Linked DNA regions of Mus musculus: all the other regions are linked to region 1. A link is a contact called in public Hi-C and promoter capture Hi-C data. All regions are on one chromosome and are shown on one strand. The core of a region is the stretch at or near the end of the contact, and the rest is flanking DNA. Distances in the headings are between cores, read along the strand shown. Region 1 holds the start of Erich2 (glutamate rich 2). Region 2 overlaps Myo3b (myosin IIIB). Region 3 overlaps Myo3b (myosin IIIB).

What was found. Promoter capture Hi-C pulls out the DNA fragments that hold promoters and counts their contacts. Hi-C and Micro-C count contacts between places; a contact is called where the count stands out from the background.
Region 2: a Hi-C map of cortical neurons shows a contact between it and region 1, with 2.5 times the contacts expected there. The contact joins the enhancer-like site here to the promoter of Erich2 in region 1. A contact is called at or near these places in 18 of 39 promoter capture datasets (the 3T3-L1 cell line, 3T3-L1-derived adipocytes, the HPC-7 cell line and 10 more), 7 of 484 Hi-C or Micro-C datasets (the 3T3-L1 cell line, cortical neurons, embryonic fibroblasts and 2 more), 14 of 115 datasets of contacts at active chromatin or transcription factors (craniofacial prominence, embryonic basal ganglia, embryonic forebrain and 7 more) and 5 of 9 other capture datasets (adipose tissue, embryonic stem cells, liver and 2 more).
Region 3: a contact with region 1 is called in a promoter capture Hi-C map of embryonic stem cells, with 2.6 times the contacts expected there. The contact joins the enhancer-like site here to the promoter of Erich2 in region 1. A contact is called at or near these places in 11 of 39 promoter capture datasets (the 3T3-L1 cell line, 3T3-L1-derived adipocytes, cranial neural crest and 5 more), 1 of 484 Hi-C or Micro-C datasets (embryonic stem cells), 4 of 115 datasets of contacts at active chromatin or transcription factors (embryonic basal ganglia, embryonic midbrain and embryonic stem cells) and 3 of 9 other capture datasets (adipose tissue, embryonic stem cells and pancreatic islet).

Annotation. Positions count from the first base shown.
Region 1 is chr2:70,507,350-70,510,589 of GRCm38.p6, reverse strand. Erich2 (glutamate rich 2) reads right to left here and starts at 1,771. Exons shown (of 13, transcript NM_025744.2): 1 at 1,025-1,771; 2 at 889-934. The coding sequence starts at 1,487. The region is part of intron 1 of Gad1os (glutamate decarboxylase 1, opposite strand); the gene reads left to right.
Region 2 is chr2:70,257,909-70,261,148 of GRCm38.p6, reverse strand. Myo3b (myosin IIIB) reads right to left here. Exons shown (of 35, transcript NM_177376.4): 23 at 3,057-3,186. Among named protein-coding and RNA genes, the nearest start is that of Sp5, 220 kb to the left of the region's middle. Within about 2 kb of position 1,623, at least 10 of the 459 cell types and tissues checked have an H3K27ac peak or open chromatin away from gene starts, as enhancers often do. A contact at or near this core is called in cortical neurons, where this site is marked.
Region 3 is chr2:70,339,034-70,342,273 of GRCm38.p6, reverse strand. All of the region lies in intron 30 of Myo3b (myosin IIIB), which reads right to left. Among named protein-coding and RNA genes, the nearest start is that of Sp5, 130 kb to the left of the region's middle. Within about 2 kb of position 1,778, at least 8 of the 459 cell types and tissues checked have an H3K27ac peak or open chromatin away from gene starts, as enhancers often do. A contact at or near this core is called in embryonic stem cells, where this site is marked.

The sequences.
Region 1 (3,240 bases), core at 522-3,021:
TGCACAGATGAGCATACATAACAAGAGAACTTAACTGGGATAGGAGTAAACTCCTCAGCTCCTCCTGATGCTGTCAGTACCCATCGCTCGGCCTTGTAAGGAGAGTCCTGAACCGTGTGCTTGGCAGTTCTAATAGAACTTGGGACTGCTTGGACACGGAAGCAGGGAGCACAGCTTCACTGCAGGGCAGGAGCGAGAGACCGGAATGGTGGAGAGGGTGCAGTGGGAATCCCTAGTGTTGGAATTTAGCTCTGGAAACTCAACAGAGATCATTTCTACCGATGTTGTTTTCTGGAGACCAAAACAAACCCCCAAACCCTAGTAACATACATACATACACACATACATACATACATACATACATACGGATTCGGGAGCCATTGACTTTAGTTTTTAGGAGAATGAAGCAAAGTATTTAAAGCATTTTCTTCATATCTCTTTGTAAAAAGCAAAGATCTTGGGATAAGAACAAACAGACTCAGCAAGTCACCTACAGTACCGGTGTCACCGTGCTACTTATCAATTAAATGCTTTTGGGTGTGATGCAGAGTAGTGCAAGGAGTCAAAAGTCAAAATCTTGATTTTTGGATATTCCAAGTCGTCCAGATTGGATTTAGGGGCAGTTCGTAGTGCGAACCTTTCTCCTGGGAGATCCAGGGGGGGCAAAGTTCACAGAGCCAAAGAAGTTATAGGTAGAGAGCATGCCTGGGGGGGGGGGGGGTGTGCTCATCCTCATAAACCATTAAGTTGTTTGAAAAAGTAAAAGAATAGCGAACAACGGGGCGGAGCTGGAAGTACTAGGATAGGACATGACGGTTTTCATTTTGGCGGTAGGGTGAGATACCCCTAAACAGGCAGACTTTCCCTCCTCTCAGCAGAGCATCCTACCTTCTCGGGCAGTATTTCGACAGCCGTGCGGTTCCACAGGACCAACCTGGAGTGGTAGATACATTTTTAGGATTAAGTGTTGTCGGAGGTGCGGGCTGGGACCCGCCACTCCCAGGGGTGTGGGTAAATTACTCACAGTCACCACACTGCTGCTTACCCTCTGGCCGCCCTGCCAAGTTGTTTCCTCGAAGGGCAGACCAGGAAGGCCAGCCCCGCTCCGCACTCGCGGTGGGTTCCGAGTTGCGAGCCTGGGACGCCGCGTTGCCATGGAGACCGGACGGGCTGCGGGAGGAGCCCCGGGAACCACCCGAGCTGCCCAGCGACTGGACAGCCCGACGCAGCGGAGGGGCGAGCGGGGCGGAGCGCGGCGGGCCCGGGGCGGGGCGCAGAGCGCGGGGCGGGAGCGGAGCGGGAACTGTTCCAGCTGCTGGAACCACGCGAAGGGCGGAGCGGGCGGCGCGGGTGGCCCAGCGTCCGGAGGAACTGGGCGTCGCGCTGCGGGGCAAGTTAGGGGCGCACACCCTGGGGCAGGCTTGACCACGTATCCTGGTTACTTTGAGAAAGGCCGGAGACAGGGTGACTGGAAGGTCGGTGTCCATACCTGATCCTGACTCTAGGTGGCGGAGGGAAAAGGGCGAGGTGGCCTCATTGGGGTTACAACTTGTGGAAGAAAAGATGCCTTGAGTTGGGAGGGCTGGGTGCCTCTGGATCTGAATGAACAAAAATCCCCTGCACCTGAGATCGCCCCGAGAAGATTATGGGTTTCCTGGGGACCTCGACATCAGTTCTCCTAGGGATCCGGTTCAGGTGTTTAGAACCAGACTCGCCTTTCCCACCCAGCCCGGGCCAAGTCTGGGTTTCCTTTTGTGCCCGGGCTGCTACTGAAGCACCTCAGCCCTTTAGAGGTCTTATGCTTCACTGCTTCGGTCACAAAAGAGGGTGGGAGAGCGCCCTGTTAGAAAATTTCAATGTTCTCTCAAGCTTATCTTCTAGGGGGGAAATGGGTAACTTCTCTCCTTGGACACAGAGAACTTGTTGCTAGGCAACGAGTTTTGAAGGGGACCCGTCTGTTGGAATCAAAACTGCATTCGAATTTCACCTAGTGGCCAGAATATAAGAGATATAATCACCTTCTTAAGGGCCCTCTGGGGACATGCAATTTATCTGATGGCTAAAATATGTACGTTTTAATGTATAGAAAAACGGATTCAATTTTGACATTATTATAAAAATAGAACCAGCGAAATCATTCTGAACCAAGAATACAGAAAGTTTCCGTTGTTTTTAAATCCTCTGATTCATTCTTCCAGGCACTCTCTAAATCTCTTTGAGTCATGGATGATAGGAAAGCATTGAGGGGGAAATTCTAGAATGAAAGTTTAAGGAACTCAATGAAATCATTGACAACTGCAGGCCATGTCTGGTGAGGGCCCAGCAAGCCCCGACTTCTGCTATTGCAGGGAAGGGAAAATTGTACATGTCAGGAGTCTTGAGTTTTACCCAAGATCTTTCTCCATAAAGGCAAAGGGAAAGTGTATTTCTTTATTATGTTTTAAAACCTCAGTTTTGTTAAATTTGCTTGGCATTGCTCAGTAGAGAATGGCGCCTTTGTTGCACACATTGTCCCTCTGTAAGGAAGTGTAAGCATCAAGCTGACCTGATTAGACTATCTCTTTCTTCCCCCTACATAGAAAAGGATGAGCCCAAACCAGTTTACAAACTGCAGGGTTTTCAGGGTGTGTCTATGGTTCCTATTTCTCACAACACGGAGAGAGAAACTCTTTACAGACTAAATGACATCTGACAAGTGACTCTGGTAATAGCTTCCATTCTGATGTATTATGCGTTTAAAGAAAATAGCCAACTTTCAGGTAACAGTAAGAATCAAGGCCATTCCAGCAGAGTACCTGGCCCAATGCTTATTCAACTCCACAATGGTCGTTATATTTCACTTTGATGAAAAAGCATTACATTTCGTCTTCATTTACATAACATCAGAAATAATTCACCCATCTCTATAACCTATATGCAGAAGTTGGTTTTTGACACAATGCTCAAATATAAAGCAAAGTTAAGCTCTGGCTTATGCATTTAGACACTGAATAAGTTTATCTAAAGCATCTCCCTAGTGAGGAGTTGTTCTAAAGAAGCCAAAAGGAGCCAGGAGGTCGTGGCACATGCCTTTAGTCCCAGCACTCGGGAGGCAGAGGATTTCTGAGTTTGAGCCCAGGCCGGTCTGTCTCGAAAAACAAAACAAAGAAGTGAAAGGAAATGCTCCTGGAAACGCTACAGCTACAGCTACATCCCTCCGTAGCAGCTACTTATGGTGCTTCGGGTTTTAGCCCATCCTTG
Region 2 (3,240 bases), core at 374-2,873, 250 kb after region 1:
CAGGACCATCTAGGCTGACCCTTGCAATGCTTGTTGCTGTATTTTTAAAAAGATTTATTTATTTTATTTTATATGGATAAGTACTTTGCCTACATGTATGTATGTGTACTGTGTGTGTGCCTGGTGCCTGTGGAGGTCAGAAGTGGGCATGGGATCTCCTGGGACTGGAGTTATAGACAGTTCTGAGCCACCATATGGGGGCTGGGAACGGAACTTGGCTCCTCTACAAGAGCACCAAGTGCTCTTAACCAATGAGCCATTCATTTAAGTTTTGAAGCAGGGTAAATAAAATGACATAAACAATGGGTTTCCAAGCACTGGAATTATGTTGCCAGAGTAACCGGGCCTTCTTTGTCTCTCACAGCAATGTCTAGCCACTTCCACCCCTTCAAAGAGACAAGCATACACCTGAAACAAATGCTTTCAATTTCAGTGAAAAAAAGAGACTTCTCTTCAAAGGCTATACTACAATTACAGGCAGGCAGGCAGACAGACAGACAGACAGACAGACAGACAGGCAGACAGGCAGGCAGGCAGGCAGGCAGACAGAAAAACAGACAGAAAAACAGACAGACAGAGGATAGATGGTGATAGATGTTTCAGATCTTAAAAGCCCCATTAACATTCTGCCATTCGATGCAAGACACAGCAACACTTTTTAATGAAGGTGGGAGGACGATTATCATTACAAGGTAGTAAACTGGGGACCACTTCAAAACAGAAAGTGAAGGCACAAGGAAAAAGGTTCTAGTTTCTCTACTGACACACCGCACTAACTCTGCTGTAGCCTCCTGCTGTCTCAGTAGGCACCTTGTTACCAGAAGACTTTGGTGTCAGCTAACTGAATGCATTTTTGCATGAATAAATCCAGAAAGCAGACAAATACTCTTGCCTTTTAGTTTTGACACTTACATGCTGCTTTTAATATTATTCAAAATTTGAAGAAGAGTGGATTTACAATTCAAAAAAAAAAAAACAGCATCGTGCACAGCTCAGAATCACAGAGGAGCTTGCTAGGATATCACGTTTGTTTCCTCTCTCCTTCTGTCTCTCTCCCTTTCTCTCTCTCTCTCTCTCTCTCTCTCTCTCTCTCTCTCTCTCTCTCTCACACACACACACACACACACACACACACACACACACACACACACACTTTTGTTACTCCTAGATGATGTGAGCTTCCATTTCCAGGCACAATTCAGAAAGGTTATAAGCTCTCTGGAAGACGAATTAAAATTTTAAGTCAAGAACTAGAAAAGGCTCTGCTGTGTTTCTTTCCTGCTTTGGGGAGACTCCGGGAAGGACAGGAGGCTCAAGGCAGAGCTTTGCTTTCTGCATAGAGCCACCTAGTGCTCAGGACTATGAACTTATTTTTTTTCCTTCAGCCACAAGCTGAAAGAGTAAATTCCAAAACCACGAACAGGTTTGACAAGTCATTATTTATGTTTATAGGAGAGTGCAAATGCCAGCTGAAGAAGAGTCTTGCGGACAAATTTTATTTCAGGGACTATTAGCCCTGTTAATAACGGCATTATCTCTGCTTCTGCCCAGAAGCCAGCTGCAGAGGAGTCTGAACTCCAGAGGGGAGCACCAGCCAGCTCTGCCCACAGCTGTTCACGGGATCCCGGGGATCCACATGAATTAATCCTGGCTGCAGCCAAGAAGCATCTACAGGGCAAGCTGGCTGCAGACTTTGAGTGGGCACTGGGTACCACGGAAGCATGTTTGAAGGATGTTAAGTTACTTGTTTAAGTCAAGAGGGGCACAGGTTGTATGTAGACTAGCTTTTTGTTCTCTCTTAGGCAGGATTTTCACTTACTCTGGATCATTTATATACTCAGCTATAAATTAGACATGGCGACAGTTCCATCCTACCTTGCAAAGGTCCCAGGTGAGAGACATGGGTGCCAATGATTTTAGGAAAAGGAAGGAGCTGTGAGAAGAGGATTGTTGTGGCCCAGACAGAGACAGCTGGATCCCAGGTGAATCAAAGGAGCTTGGTCCAGTGAGAATCCATTGATCTGGGAACTCTCATCTGGGGACCTAGCAGCCTGCTTCTTGGCACGAGGACCCACAGATGGACAGTTTCAGCTGTCTGTCAGCAAGTGAAGCCATAGATGTTCCGGGTTGTTTAGGGGAATGAGAGAGGGTGAGAACTGGACCAGGTAATCTCTGAGGGCTCTTGGTCAGAAGACCGTTGATGTGCCACACACCCTTTCCTTGGAATCTTACACCAATACATCTCCATAATTCTAGGTAAACCAAGTCTATGATTATATACAGTTTTATCAAGAGAGTTAAAAGGAGGCAGAGACGATGAGAATTGTAAGAGCTGATGTGGAAAGTGTGTGTGTATGTGTGAATGTGTGAATGAGTATGTATGTGTCTGTGTCTCTGTGTGTGTGTGTGTGTGTGTATGTACGTGTGTATCTGTGTGTTCGTGTGTGTGTGTGCACGTGCGTATCTGTGTGTGACTTCCACTGTGTGTGTATGAATGTGTATATCTGTGTCTCTGTATGTGCATGTGTGTATCTGTGAATGTGTCTTTGTGTGTATGTGTGTGTCTCTCTGTGTGTTCACATGTGTGTGTGTGTGTGTGTGTGTGTGTGTGTGTGTGTGTTATGTGTGATTAATTCTTCTCAGGACTTAATTTACAAAAGAAATAGCCATGTTCTTTTCTTGAATTTAAACAGCACCCTGACCCTGGTTAAAGTTCAGTGTTGGGCTGGAGAGATGGCTCAGTGGTTAAGACCTTTGGGTGCTCCTGCAAAGGATTCAGGTTTTGGTCCCAGTACTCACATCATAGCTCACAACCATCCTTAACTCCTGTCCCGGGGATCTGATTCCCTCTATGACCTCTGTGGGCACCAGGCATGCACATGGTGCATAGGCATACACACAGGGGTAACACTCAGACATGAAAAATAAAACAAAATAAAGTAAGTCTTTAAAAGGGGGGAATTTGATGTTGACAGTGCACATATGACAGTATTTGGGCACTGACTAAAAGACACCACATAGGCACTGGACTAAAGCTTTGGGGAGTTCTCAGGTACCTGTTTTGGTCAAAGGAATTGAGAACAGTTGCTGAAGGAGTTTGTTCTCAGACGTCCTCAGGACTACCACCACGTCAGCAGGGAGGGTGTCTCTGTTTTTCTCAAGAACCCCAGAAGCATCGTATAACACCTAGAAGACAGACAGCAACGTGTGCAAGTTACCAGAGGCAACTGACTGTGGCCA
Region 3 (3,240 bases), core at 529-3,028, 170 kb after region 1:
ATGAAAAGTGACACATACCCCACTGGTACTCTCTCCTATGCATGCACCAAGGGAGAAGATGACACAGGTGGGGATAATCTTCACAGCGAGCTAAAATTAGCATCCAGATGTATAGCTTTTCAGATACTTTTCTACACATTTAATATGTATTTTAAAAACTAGTGGCTCATGACTGTTATGTGAAGTGACATACCAGCATTTTAGAGTTCCTCTTATGATCCTGAGCATATATTTATATAACTGTATAATACCATCATATTTATGGTTGTATAGTGTTTCATTGAATGATTAGCATACGTGACTATATAATGTATTTTAAATACTCAGCTTGTGCTGTGCAGTTTTGCACTGAGTGATTAATACAAATGAATTGAGTAATAACACATTTGTAAACATTTAAATGGTGTCCATCTCTCACATTACGAATGAGGGACCATTGAGTACTCAATGGGCATGGCTCTGAGTTCCAATTCATTTAGTTCCCTGGGATAAATATTTGGTGTGAAGTTGTTGGGCCTAAGAGTGAGAAAATCCTTTTTCTATTCCAAGGGTTTAAATTACATCATCAGTTTCTCCCCTAAAAAGTAACAAAGCTTAACATCTAGCCACAGATGTATGGAAGGTCCATTTTTCCATTGTATCTCCAACACTAGATGTTATCAGTCTTTTTAATCTTCACATGTTTTTGTCAGAAATAGGTACCTTGATATTTTCCTTACATTTATAAAGAGGAAAACATCATCATGAGCTTTAATATATGATATCATGGGACTATGAAGGGCAGACTAGAAGAAGAAGGACCTTAACAGGGTACAGCTGGGCAACAGGGACCCCATATGCTTGCGTCTCACAGCTTGGCTTTTGGTTGGTTTTTCTCATTTGTTTTGGATACTCAGCACTTTTTATAAAAATATTGAAACACACATCTTACATCTCTCTCGAGTGAGTATTGCTGCCAAAGGAGTTAGTTATGCAAATCCCACTTAAATATGTGGATATGTGATTGCTCTTAAGTAGACGTAGGTTTCTGTTTTAGAACACCGCTCAAGGACTGATTTATCTGAAGGGCTCCAGGAGCTAATAAATGTCTCATATAAGTCAGTACCAGTTAGGTTTGTGAACTTATGCTAATTTCCCGAACCCTACTAGGCTTTTAAGGATGGTCATATTTGTTCACCCCATTGTTTTTCTCCAACTGGGATCCTACCGTGTTAATTTGTCAGCTCTTGGGTTCTTGTTTCTTTCCTTTCCTCCCTGGTCTGCACTATGTTACTGCAGACAGCTGTCGCTATAAAAGCCTAAGGTGGGAACAGAAAGGTTTTCTTCCTTCTGATGAAAACGACGCCTTATTGGACAGCCACTCGGAAAGCTGTCTTGGACCATTAGCGTCCCAGCCTCCAGCGGAGAAAAGGACTGGAATGGAAGCAGGGTCAGGGGGCTCTGCGATCTCAATGTGTATGCAGCACTGTCTGAGGGTCGCAGCCTGACAGAATAGCAGAGCAAGTCTTCACACAGCACTGGAGTTCAGGGGCGGGCCGGTGTGATGTCACCGGAAAACTGCAGCAGTGCGACCGCAGTAGCAGCAGCAGCAGCAGCAGCAGCAGCAGCAGCAGCAGCAGCAGCAGCCTCCTGGATGCCCGGAGAGAACTGAGGTCTTGGTTGCTTCATTCATTCTGGAACTCCAGCAAATGATTCACGTCCCCCATTTCACAGACCAGAGGGAGGGAACTGGGCTATCTGAATAAACAGAACTGGTCAGAACCAGATGGAAACCAGATCTGGCTGCCACAGAGCCTGCCTGCGCTCTCTGTCTGCAGCATTGTTTTGTTACCGGACTAGCGTGCCACCATTACATTGGGGATCATAATGAATGTCCAAAGGGAAGCAATGACAAGGCCTCCAAGCGGCTTCTTTTGTTTCACCTCTGCTTTGTCCTTTGAGTAGGTTTTGTCTTCTGACGGACTTCCACTTGGTTGTTCAGTCCGGTCTTGAACTACTAGGCACAGGAAACATCCCTGGCTCCGCCCCTTGAGTAGCTAGGCCTACAGCCACAGGTCTCCTCACTCAGCGTGGCCGTGGTCGGGTTTTGAAATGGCTTATGGGTTGACCTATGTAGAGTCATAGTGTTAGCACCTTAAAAACTGAATTAGCACCACGTATGGTGCCACACGCCTTTCATCCCAGCACCTGGAAGGCAGAGGCAAGCAGATCTCTATGAGTCTGAGGCTAGCCTTGTTTACATAGTGAGTTCCAGACTAGTCAGTGCCATATAGAAAGATTCAGTCTAAAACCAAACCAAACCAAACCAAACAAACAAACAAAAAACCTAAACAACCAAAACCCCAAACCGATGGCACTAGATAGATATTTACTGAAGTTCAGCAGGAGTGATGGAAAGGATTGTGATCTGCAGAGAACTAGGCAGGAGAGTTGGGGAGAAGGCTGGGGAACTGCCTTGGGCTTTCATTGTAACTTTTTGTATTAACCGCATTTCAAAGTTCCACAAGAGATGCAGGAATTTCTGAGCATGGCAGCACACCTATTGCTTTGTCTTTGTCTTTCACAGGGCTGTAGTCAGGAGCACTGACACACAAACGCAGGAACCTTCTCTGAACTCTGGAGACATCTGACATCCTTTATCTCCTAAGTACCGAAGTATCCGGTTCTCAAAAGGAAGGGTGTTCTCTTACCAGAGTGCAGTGTCTAAAATCGGAAAATTAAGATTAGTAGCAAGACTCTATGACTCACTCCACGGTGTTCTGATTTTTGCAAAAGATGCCAGGGGCAACTTCTGTAGCAGAAGAAACCCAGGATTGGGGGTGGGGGGGTGGGGATGGGGGTGGTGGTCACATTCTCTTATGTCTCCTTCCAGCTGGGAAAGCGCCTCAGCCATCCCCTCTGTTTCGTTTTGTAGCCTACTGGCCAGTTATCTTCCAACAGACTCCTCTGTTGGGGTCTGTCTGCTGTTTCCTCAGGATTAAATCCAGGTCATGCTCATTTGGCAGGAAATCCGCAGACAAGGTGCTGTTCTGAGGGTTGCGTGCGGTCTGGTGGCTCCATCTCTGTGATGCTGTCATTTGGTCACAGTGGCTTCTGCAAGGTTCCTCTGTGTCCTTCTACAGCTTTCTTGTGGGGATTTATTCTGACATTATGAAAATAGCTTGTTATTCCCTCGTCTCTCACCTTCTGCTTTGGGCACTCGTTCATGATGCTTGCCTAGAGCAGTGATTGTTTCCATAC